Regions from separate parts of the Mus musculus genome. Here region 2 is linked to region 1. Evidence: chromatin contacts called from public promoter capture Hi-C data. All regions are on one chromosome and are shown on one strand. The core of a region is the stretch at or near the end of the contact, and the rest is flanking DNA. Distances in the headings are between cores, read along the strand shown. Region 1 holds the start of Tcf21 (transcription factor 21). Region 2 holds the start of Nr2e1 (nuclear receptor subfamily 2, group E, member 1).

Region 1 (4,559 bases), core at 1,501-4,000:
ACATTTTACAACATATTGTACAAAAGATACACATTGATAGGCTCTTCTTATCTATTTATATATAATATATATATATAATTACATATTGCACTTGGACCAGCCAGGCTTGCAGTCATTCATGGCAGAAGTTAATCAAGTTAAATAGATGAGAATCGGTAAGTACAGTTGGTCTCCTTTGGTTTGGAAACGAATCTCCTCGTCGCAGTTAAGTGTTCTTGCGGGGTGGGATAGGGAGAGGAGCGATGCAAGGCACCAGCAGAGGCAGGGAGGGAAGGGCAGGGGTCGTCACCCTTGCCGGCCCACTGCCCCCAGAGCTCACGGTTCCCAGACTCGCACCTCCAAGGTCAGGATGCTGTAGTTCCACACAAGCGGTTGGCGGTCACCACTTCCTTCAGGTCATTCTCTGGTTTGCCGGCCACCATAAAGGGCCACGTCTGCAAGAGAGAAAAGGGTGGAGAGGGTGAGTAGACATGGGGAGGCGGCGCAGTGCGCAGGCAGGCTAGGACCAGAGAGGCCACGGGTCTGTCGCTTCCTAGGTGTATTAATGCCAGGCAGGGTAATGCAAACAACCCCAGGAGGTGGTGGTGGTGGTGGTGGTGTGGAGGTGGAGGTGGAGGTGGGGGTGGGTGGTGGAGGTGGGAGGTGGAACAAGGGCAAAACAGGTCTCCTGGGTTCTAACTGGAACCCCGAAACAAGCCCAGACTCAGCTCTGAGGCAGATGTTCCAGGAGTTCTAGCAGGGCGGGTGGGAGGACCCTGGCCCCAACTACTCAACTGCAGATCTGTGGAGGCTCTGGTCTAGCATCCTGGCCTTTATTGACTTCCATTGATCTCCCAGTGCAATCCTAGCTATGGCCACAATTTTAAGTTAGTAGTAACCCCCGAAGGGGGTGTGCACTTATAAAAGACACAGGCACATTTTATTTGAGATCCTCCTACTAGCGAGGAAGCAAAACTGTCTCTTCCCTTTCTTTCTTCTTCCTTTTTCTGGACTGTTATAAAAAAAGTACATTCAAGTTTTTTTTTTTTTAATATTTAAAGATGAAGGTAGCAGCAATTATAAATGTTCTAATTGATAATCTCATTCTAGTTTTAGATTGTAAAAAAAAAAACACTACCCATCACAACAACAACAACAACAACAACAACAACAACAACCAAACCTTGTTATTTGGAAGGAAAATATTTTTCCTGGCGAAAAGTGTTTTAGTATCCCCTCCCCCAATTCCTGAGACAAGCTGAGTGAGAATACAATTCAAGCCTCTTTGTAAGTGCTGGCCAGAGGGATATCTAATCCTTATCATATGTAAACAAAAGTCCTCGTAAGGTGGTGGTATTCTTTGGAGCCTGCACGTTTTAAAATGAAATCAAACGAAAGAGGGAGTTAAAAACCACCTTAAACAGTAAAATACCTCTGAGAAAGTCGATTCAGGAACCAGCACTTGCTTTTCAAAAATTAGGCTCATTCATTGTGACTGGTAGTAGAACCCATGGCTGTTATTTTGTCCAGTACTAGGACCTGAGCGGATTTACTGATTGCGTTGACAGTGGCTGGAATTTCTGGGATTTAAAATGGTAATCTACTTAGCCAAACACAGAATATTTAAGTAGCTGGGGGGGGGGGGGATTTGCATAGACAGTTATGGAGGTGGAAGAACATAAATATGTCTGCATTTAATAGCCCTAAATATACCAGCGGAAAGAACTGACTTAGGTGCTTATAAGAATCGGAGGGGGAACTCAAGTTTGCTCTTAGCCAAAAGAGACAAAGTAAGATAGGTCTTCTGGGTGCCCAGCGTCTGCTCAGTTTCACGACAGAGGAAATGGCACCCTGCGCGGGGATCCCTGGTCTTTGCCAACTGAATACCCTCGGAAATCCCTTAATGGGGTGCCACGTCAAACCCTAGCACAAATCACTCGCGGGCTCGGGGCGCTTGGTGCAGAGAGCCAGGGCGCTGCGTGGAGCCCGCGCGGAGGTTCCCAGAGATGCTAGGGCGGCGATTTAACGAGTCACGCTCTCGCCCGCGTCCCCAGGCCCAGCCAGAGGCGCGGGAGGACTCACCAGGTTGACTGGGTGAATGTAACCGTTCTCGTACTTGTCGTTGGCCAGGATCTGCCTTAAGTGAGCGATGTAGCTGGACGCCAGCCTGAGAGTGTCCAGCTTGGAGAGCTTGGTGTCCGGGGGCACCCAGGGCAGGGTGGTCTTGAGCCTGGAGAAGGCCTTGCTCAGCACCCGCATGCGGGCCCGCTCACGAGCATTGGCCGCGTTGCGCTGGACCTGCTTGCCCTCCTGGCTGACCCCGCTGAGCGGGCTTTTCTTAGTGGGCGCCTTCCTCCTCTTGCCTAGGCCACCGCGACCCTTCTGTGGAGACCCGTTCTCGCAGTTGGAGCCCTCCTCGGTGCTCTCGTTGGAAGTTCCAAACTCCTTGTTGGAGTCCACTTTCAGGGAGTCACAGTCCAGCATCTCCACCTCTTGAAGGTCTTCTACATCGCTGAGGGAGCCAGTGGACATGTTTAGAGAGGTGGAGGGAGGGAGGGAGAGAGAGACGCTGAAACGGAAACGAAAGGGTCTCAAAAGTTTGGAGCTGCCACTTCGTGTGTTGGGTTTGAGGTGGGATCTGGCAGTCCCGTCCCCCAGCTTTCCCTTTACAGAGTCGTGGAAAACGATCACAAGGGATCCCGCGACAGGGAAACCAGTGCTCTATCTCCCCACCACTGGAGTCCTGGCCTTAACGGAGAGTGAAAGAGCGCCGAGGAATTTGGTGGACACTAAGAATTTATCTGGGGAATAGAGAGGCGGATCCATGCAGCCCAGGGGAGGGGCCTGCTAGGCCCAACAGACTTCCCAGACCCCTTTCACAAGCACAGGAGACTTCACGCTCAGACCTGGTTTCCAGCAACCGATTGCAACATGCCTGTACCGGATTCCTTCTTCCTCTCAAGTCAAGGAGTAACTTAGAACCATTGCCGAGACTCATCTCCTAAGGCCCCTTTCCTTTGAGGGAATCCCAACTGATTGCTCTGAGAACTCAGAGAAAGGGCCAGACCCTTTGCTCTAAGTGGCCTTTCCCCCTAAAACATCTCACAGTCACTCTTCCTCCCAAGAAATAACAATCAAAACCCTGCAGCCCTTAGTTAATACCGGCTAAGACCACAGGGCTTTACCAAGACTGCATTACCGTGCACTGGCTAACACAGAAGTCATAGGTCCTATTTGTCCGGACGAGAAGAGGCGTATTTTACCAAACCAAATGTTTGAAAGGAAAATGCTGATCGCTGGGACGATTTTTTTTTCCAGATGCATTTTACTGTTTAAAATTTACCTGAGGTAAATAGGGGAAGGAAGTGGTAGAAAGAAATTACTGGAGAGAAGGAAGGGAGAGAGGGTGAGAAGGAAGGAGGGAGGGAGGGAAAATAAGAAAAAGAAAATCCATTACCATCCAGTCTCTTTGAAGGTATCAGGGAATTGCTAGTGCATAGGAACACACTTGACTACTGAACACACATGTACACACAAACACACACACACACACACACACACACACACACACACACACCATACATGCAGTTGACTGGGAATGGGCAGGCGATGAGAGAGGTTATATGGATTTGTGGAACATATTTTGCGAGCTGAGAATCTTTCCAGTGAGATGCAACTCACTTCTCTCCTGTCTTAAAGAAGACTCTGTGGCTCCTGGCAGCCTCTCTTTGCCTGACACCTTTTGTAAAGACTGTATATTTTCTTCTTGTGCTTGCTTTCTCTTCTCCCATCCTCTGGGCTACTAGGGTTCCTCATAGAGAGCTGGCCTAATAAAACACAAAACAGGACTCATGGCTTTGGAGAAAGAACCTTTCCCATCCTTCATTCCAGCTGGGACTGTCTTTCTCAGGGAATGATAGTCATCTGGGAGGTAAGAAGAAAAGCAAAGGGAACAGGAACCCAGGGACTGAATGAAGGGAGATGAAATGGTTTTTGTTTTTTCCCCTCAGGAAAAAAAAAAAAAAAAAAAAAAAACCACTGTCAGATTTCGTAACCTTACAATTAGGCACTGAGGATTGGGGGCAGGAGCTAAGAGTAACTCTCTCCATGGCTGACTCTGAGTCCAAGCCACTCTGTTACACTTAGATATGGGTCTCTAATCCAGGCTCAGCTGGGAATTCACTAACCTCTAAGATTTTGTTTTGTTAGCAGAGATCTGTTTGCTTTCCCCCTATGCTGCAAACTAAACAGATTGTCAGCAAATCAGTCTCTATTAATGAATTAGTGAACCCTCTCCCCGCCCCCATAATATCTTTCTTGAGGACCCAAAATTTGCTAATCACCAGCGTGGAGATTTATGGGCTCCTATTTTCTGTTGTTTGTGCAGGTGGAGATTTAAATGACTGCATCCACTCCCAAGATTTATTGCAAGAGTGATTGATGTTATAAACCAGGAAAGGACTCTTCCCACAGCAGGGATGACAGAAATATCAAGTTGAAGTTGCCTTTGTCTGCATGCAACGCGTAAGCCAGTGCTACAACACAGACAGCTTTGAGAGAACACCCACCAAGCCTGCTCG
Region 2 (4,559 bases), core at 1,101-3,600, about 20 Mb after region 1:
AGGGTGAACGTGCCAGGGAGGCCTCCCAGGCCCTTCAACCTCGGTGTTGCCTGGCATGCAGGTTTGTAATGCAGCAGGAAGGGTCTCCTGTTTCTCTTGGGAAAGATACTCACCCAGAATTATTATTATTATTATTATTATTATTATTATTATTATTATTATTATTATTATTTCTGAGCCTGCACTACTTTCCAGAGCTCAGAACAGCCAGGGCAAGGATAGGCCAAGGCTAATGGAAGCCGTGGTCCTGCCCAAGTGTCAGTTGTGCACTGAAGCTGTGGTGAAGTTTCCTTCCCTGGGCCCTATCTCTGACCGTTTTCCCTTTCTTTCTTTCTTTCTTTCTTTCTTTCTTTCTTTCTTTCTTTCTTTCTTTCTTTCTTTCTTTCTTTCTTTCTTCCTTCCTTCCTTCCTTCCTTCCTTCCTTCGTTTTTTTTTTTTTGACGTTCACTTTACTCTAGTTTTTAAACTCAGCACCCAAATCAAAACAAGCGCACAAAATGAAAACACAAGCCACTTCTTACGGGGGCGAGAGGTGGAGGCGGGAACTGCATCCATCCTAAGTGAGACTTCATTATCAGTCCCCAGAAGTAACCAAGACTCTTCCAACTTTCAAAGACCCTGGACAATGAGGGCGAGTGAAGGGGGAGGGGGCGGGAAGGAACTCACAGAGAGCGCCAAAAATGTTATGGGGGGGGGGGGGGACTACACCGGTGGCTAGCGAGTTTCAGGGTGTGCGCACTATACACAGACCCTAGAACTCCCAGCCTCCGGCCTGTGGAAGGCGGGAACTGGAAAGCCCCGGGGAGACCGTTGTACCGCGTAGGCGCCCACCACGCCGGCTCAGGCCTACGCACTCCGAGGGTCTGCAGATTCTGTGCTCGCACACGCCCAGCTGCCCTGCACTTCTGCCTGTCTTTGGAGGTCAACAGAGATCAGTTGCAGCAGTGCGGTCTATGGGAGAGGAAGCTGGAAGAAGAAGCGTCCGGAGTGAGCAGGCCGCAGACTCCTGTCGGTGCTGGGCTCCCGCTCCGAAAGTCCTTGGGATTAGGGATTTGGTCCTCTCTTTGCTAGACTGGCTCGCCATACTTTACATTCCCCAGTTATGACCTACGCGGATTTAGGATTAAGGAAAATGTGACTTTTAAATGGTTTCTGCTTCCCGGTTTTGCAGGATTATTTGAAATAGCTGGAAACGGAGTGCAAAGCATTCCATTCGAAATCCGCTTTTTGCAGAGTTGCTTTTGCGCGCTGCAAGCTCTGAGTTTTTGAGCGGCTGCGTTATTGTGCGGCCGCCTGGAGCTGCGGCCCAGTTCCCGCCCCTGGCTCACCCCTCCCACCTTCGGCACCTGCAGCTAAATAGAAACAGCAGGCTGGACCGGTGGGCTGCCACGGGTCGCAACCTTCCTGATACACCGGGGAGACCCGGAAGAGCTAGCATCCAGAAGCAACGAAATTGCTCTCCCAGTTGCACGAAACGCTCCAACGCAACAGTCTAAGAGAGCTAGGCCAACGGACATACAAGCCCGAGAGAGTATTACTCTGGGGCTCAAATTCAGAGCTCTCAGAAGGACCATCCCGGCCTCCCAGCCTGCCCTCCCCAGGCCACGCGCCAGGACCCCGCGGCTGCCCGAGCGGTACCCACTTGTTGATCCGGCGGGCTTGCTCATGCTGGCGGTCCCGGGGCGCAGCGGTTGGTGGGCACTGCCGGATTCCCGACCCACGGCGCCCACGTCGCCGCCGGCCGCCGCCGCTCTCCAGCCGCCCTCCAGCCTGCGAGGCTCCCGGGCGGGACAGACAGGTGGCTATTGGTTGTGCGCTGCCCTGCTCTCCCCGGCGCTCAGAATTCGTTCCACAGTGGAAATGTAAGCATCCTTAAGTTTCTTTCCCGGCTCTAGCAAAACTGCAGCTGCTGGGGATGCGGCTTGATGTGGACACAGTCTTGAACAGACAGATGGAGAGATGGACAGGCAGGCTGAAGAGGGAGGACAGCGCGAGGGGAATATGGAAGGACAGAGATGGAGACACGGAAATGGTCTTCCTACGGAGCAACGAAGGCGAACTTCCCCTCGTTCCCCATGCTTGGTACTGCTTCCAATCTCTCCCTCCACACAGGCGTGCAGAGTGGGCAGCTCTCTGCAGACTGCAGATCTTCTGTGGAAAGGCGAAAATCACAGCCGCAGTCTCAGAGGCAGATTAAGCTCCTCGCTGCCGGAGCCCCGGCGCCGAGAGGGGAAACTAGATTGCTGGGAGATCTTCCAAGGGGAGAGGTGGCCAGATCCGAGTTTCCGGGGACAGCCGCGCACGCAGCGGCGAAGGGTCCCCGAAGTTCATTACCCTGTGACTTTGTGCCTGTCGCTGCGGGCCGGGTCTCTGGTAATATCTCCAGTAGCGCTCTGACAGGCAGCCGCGGGGAGGGGAATAGGGCGTCCCTGGCCCACTTAGCTTTTCCCCCAACTCCTGGCGGGGTCTGACGTCAGCCATGTGCGGGGAGGAGATGGGAAGAGGGAGGGGGTTAAATGCTAATGATATTAATGAACCTCCAAGCGGCTTCCAAAGAAAATGCAAGCGCTCTCGGAGCTGACGAGTTGAGAGTGAATACGGGCAAGCGGCTCCGTGCGTGCGTGATGGTGAGGACGGAGCCGCTCTTGTAATAAAAAAAATATGAATTTTTATATTTCACGGGAAGGGAGGAGGGGAGGGGTGGTGGGGCTCTCTCAAAACGCTTTTCCCCTCTCTCCAGAATGCCAGACAGATAGATTCGTGGAAGATATTGGGTAGCTGTGTCTGTGTATGATTGTGTGCGCCCGGACATGGCCATGTGAGTTGGTTCATTGTTGGTCTCGCGCCCCTTCTGTTGGGTAAAACTTGGATCTGGCCCGAGGTGAGTAATTTATTCATTTTGCAACTATCTATGGAAAGCCAGAGCTGAGGTCGCGGTGCGCGGTCTTGGGGACTGGGCTGGGATCTTGCGGTCCCTCGGCCTCGGCGTGACGGCTTTGGGCACCGCCGCGGGGAGGGCTTCGCCAGCTTCTTGCAAACAAAACCGGCCAACCCGGAGCTGGCGGCGTCCCTCTCGCCTCCATTGCGTGTACTGAGCAGCTGAGAGGCAAAGCCTCAAAGCCTTCCCTCCTGCGGTTGGTCCCCAGCGGGCGTCGCTGGCTTACCCCTGCAGGCCTGGGGACTCTGGAGAGCTCCGCCACCTTCCTCCCCAGCCGGGTCGCCTACCCGAAATCCTAGAGCTCTCTGGCATCTTGGTCGTGGCGCGGCGCGGGGACAGCGCGCGCCGAGGGAGCCTTGATCTCCGATCTCTAAGAGATTAATTCTATTTAAGCTCCCTCCGCCGCTTGAACTTGTCGAACAAGAGCTTGCCAGCCTCTCCTCGGGGCGTGGGCCCGGCCGGGGGTCAGAGGTCGCGCCTCCAGCTCTCCAGACCGAATTGGAGGCTGGGGGCTGGCGAGCTGTGGACAGCGCTCCTCCTGGTCGCTAGCCCACCCTTCCCGCAGCTCCCTCCTCACCTGGCCGCAGTGCCTGTTGGAGTCTCCCGTGTGACTGCCTGGCCCTGCAGATCCAAGGACCGGGTCCCAACTCGAAAGGGCTGTATGCTCCTGTCTCAGGCCTCAGCACGTGAAAGCAACTTTTCCCGGATTGCCCGAGCCTGGGAGGCAAGGAACCAAGAGCAGCACACACAGCAACTACCAGGCTTAGGGCCAGGCCACTTGGAACAACCGAGAGGCGGGTGATCGTGTCCCATACCACCTCTCCTTTATGGTCTTTCAAACAAGGGCGAGTATAGGGTAAGCTGGGGATTTTTAGATGACAAGGAGGGAAAATTAACATTTTTTTTTTGACAGTCAACTTGGGCTGCCAGCGAGCCCTGCTCGCGGCACAGCTCAAACTCGAACTCAGTGCAAAGAGAGGAGAGGCATTTCCGGCTAGGGTTTTAGAGACAGGGTGCCAGGCTCGGCTTTTGGTCCTCGGGTCTAACTCTTGCCAGAGATCCAATTGATGCTGCTGTGGCAGACACCACCATCGCGATGTGGAGGCAGAAGGGGGGTGCTTGGTCAAGGACAAAGGACTTCAAGTGGAACTAATTTGCCGTGGGCAAAGATGTGGGCAAGTGGTGGTGGGAACTAAACACGGACTTGTCTTCAGGGAGAAGTTTAAGGATTTGTGGACAGGAAGAGAACTAGGGATGTTTCAGGTGCCCAGTCTGGAAGGTAGAAGGACTTGGCTGCTCTGGATTCCAAACAACTCTCGACTCCTCCTGCAGTGCCTGCTGACTCATTTACAGACACCAAAACTTGTGAAAAATACTCCCAAACTCACACAGTTGTCCCCCAAACAAAATTGGAATGTTCTTTCTCCAGCCACTAACTAACTCTTAATCGAACTAGGTGCCAAGAAGCCCACTAAACAGACACGGGTGCACACACCCCACCCCCACTCCACACCGAGAGAACGATCCAATTCTGGCAAAAGCCACAAGGGGCTACCCACCCCGCAGCATATGCGTTCTGTATTCTGGGCGCCCGACTGTAATTATCCGCGCGTTTTGCATA

The links. Promoter capture Hi-C pulls out the DNA fragments that hold promoters and counts their contacts.
Region 2: a contact with region 1 is called in a promoter capture Hi-C map of embryonic stem cells. The contact joins the promoter of Nr2e1 here to the promoter of Tcf21 in region 1. A contact is called at or near these places in 5 of 39 promoter capture datasets (cranial neural crest, embryonic stem cells, frontonasal cranial neural crest and 2 more) and 1 of 484 Hi-C or Micro-C datasets (embryonic stem cells).

What each region holds. Positions count from the first base shown.
Region 1 is chr10:22,817,393-22,821,951 of GRCm38.p6, forward strand. Tcf21 (transcription factor 21) reads right to left here and starts at 2,751. Exons shown (of 2, transcript NM_011545.2): 1 at 2,062-2,751; 2 at 1-434. The coding sequence starts at 2,511. The coding sequence ends at 345. It overlaps Gm10824 (a long non-coding RNA gene), which reads left to right. Exons shown (of 5, transcript XR_380181.3): 5 at 4,367-4,550.
Region 2 is chr10:42,581,240-42,585,798 of GRCm38.p6, forward strand. It overlaps Nr2e1 (nuclear receptor subfamily 2, group E, member 1), which reads right to left and starts at 2,351. Exons shown (of 9, transcript NM_152229.3): 1 at 1,643-2,351. The coding sequence starts at 1,667. Gm38491 (predicted gene, 38491) reads left to right here and starts at 2,553. Exons shown (of 2, transcript NR_169130.1): 1 at 2,553-2,627; 2 at 2,741-4,559.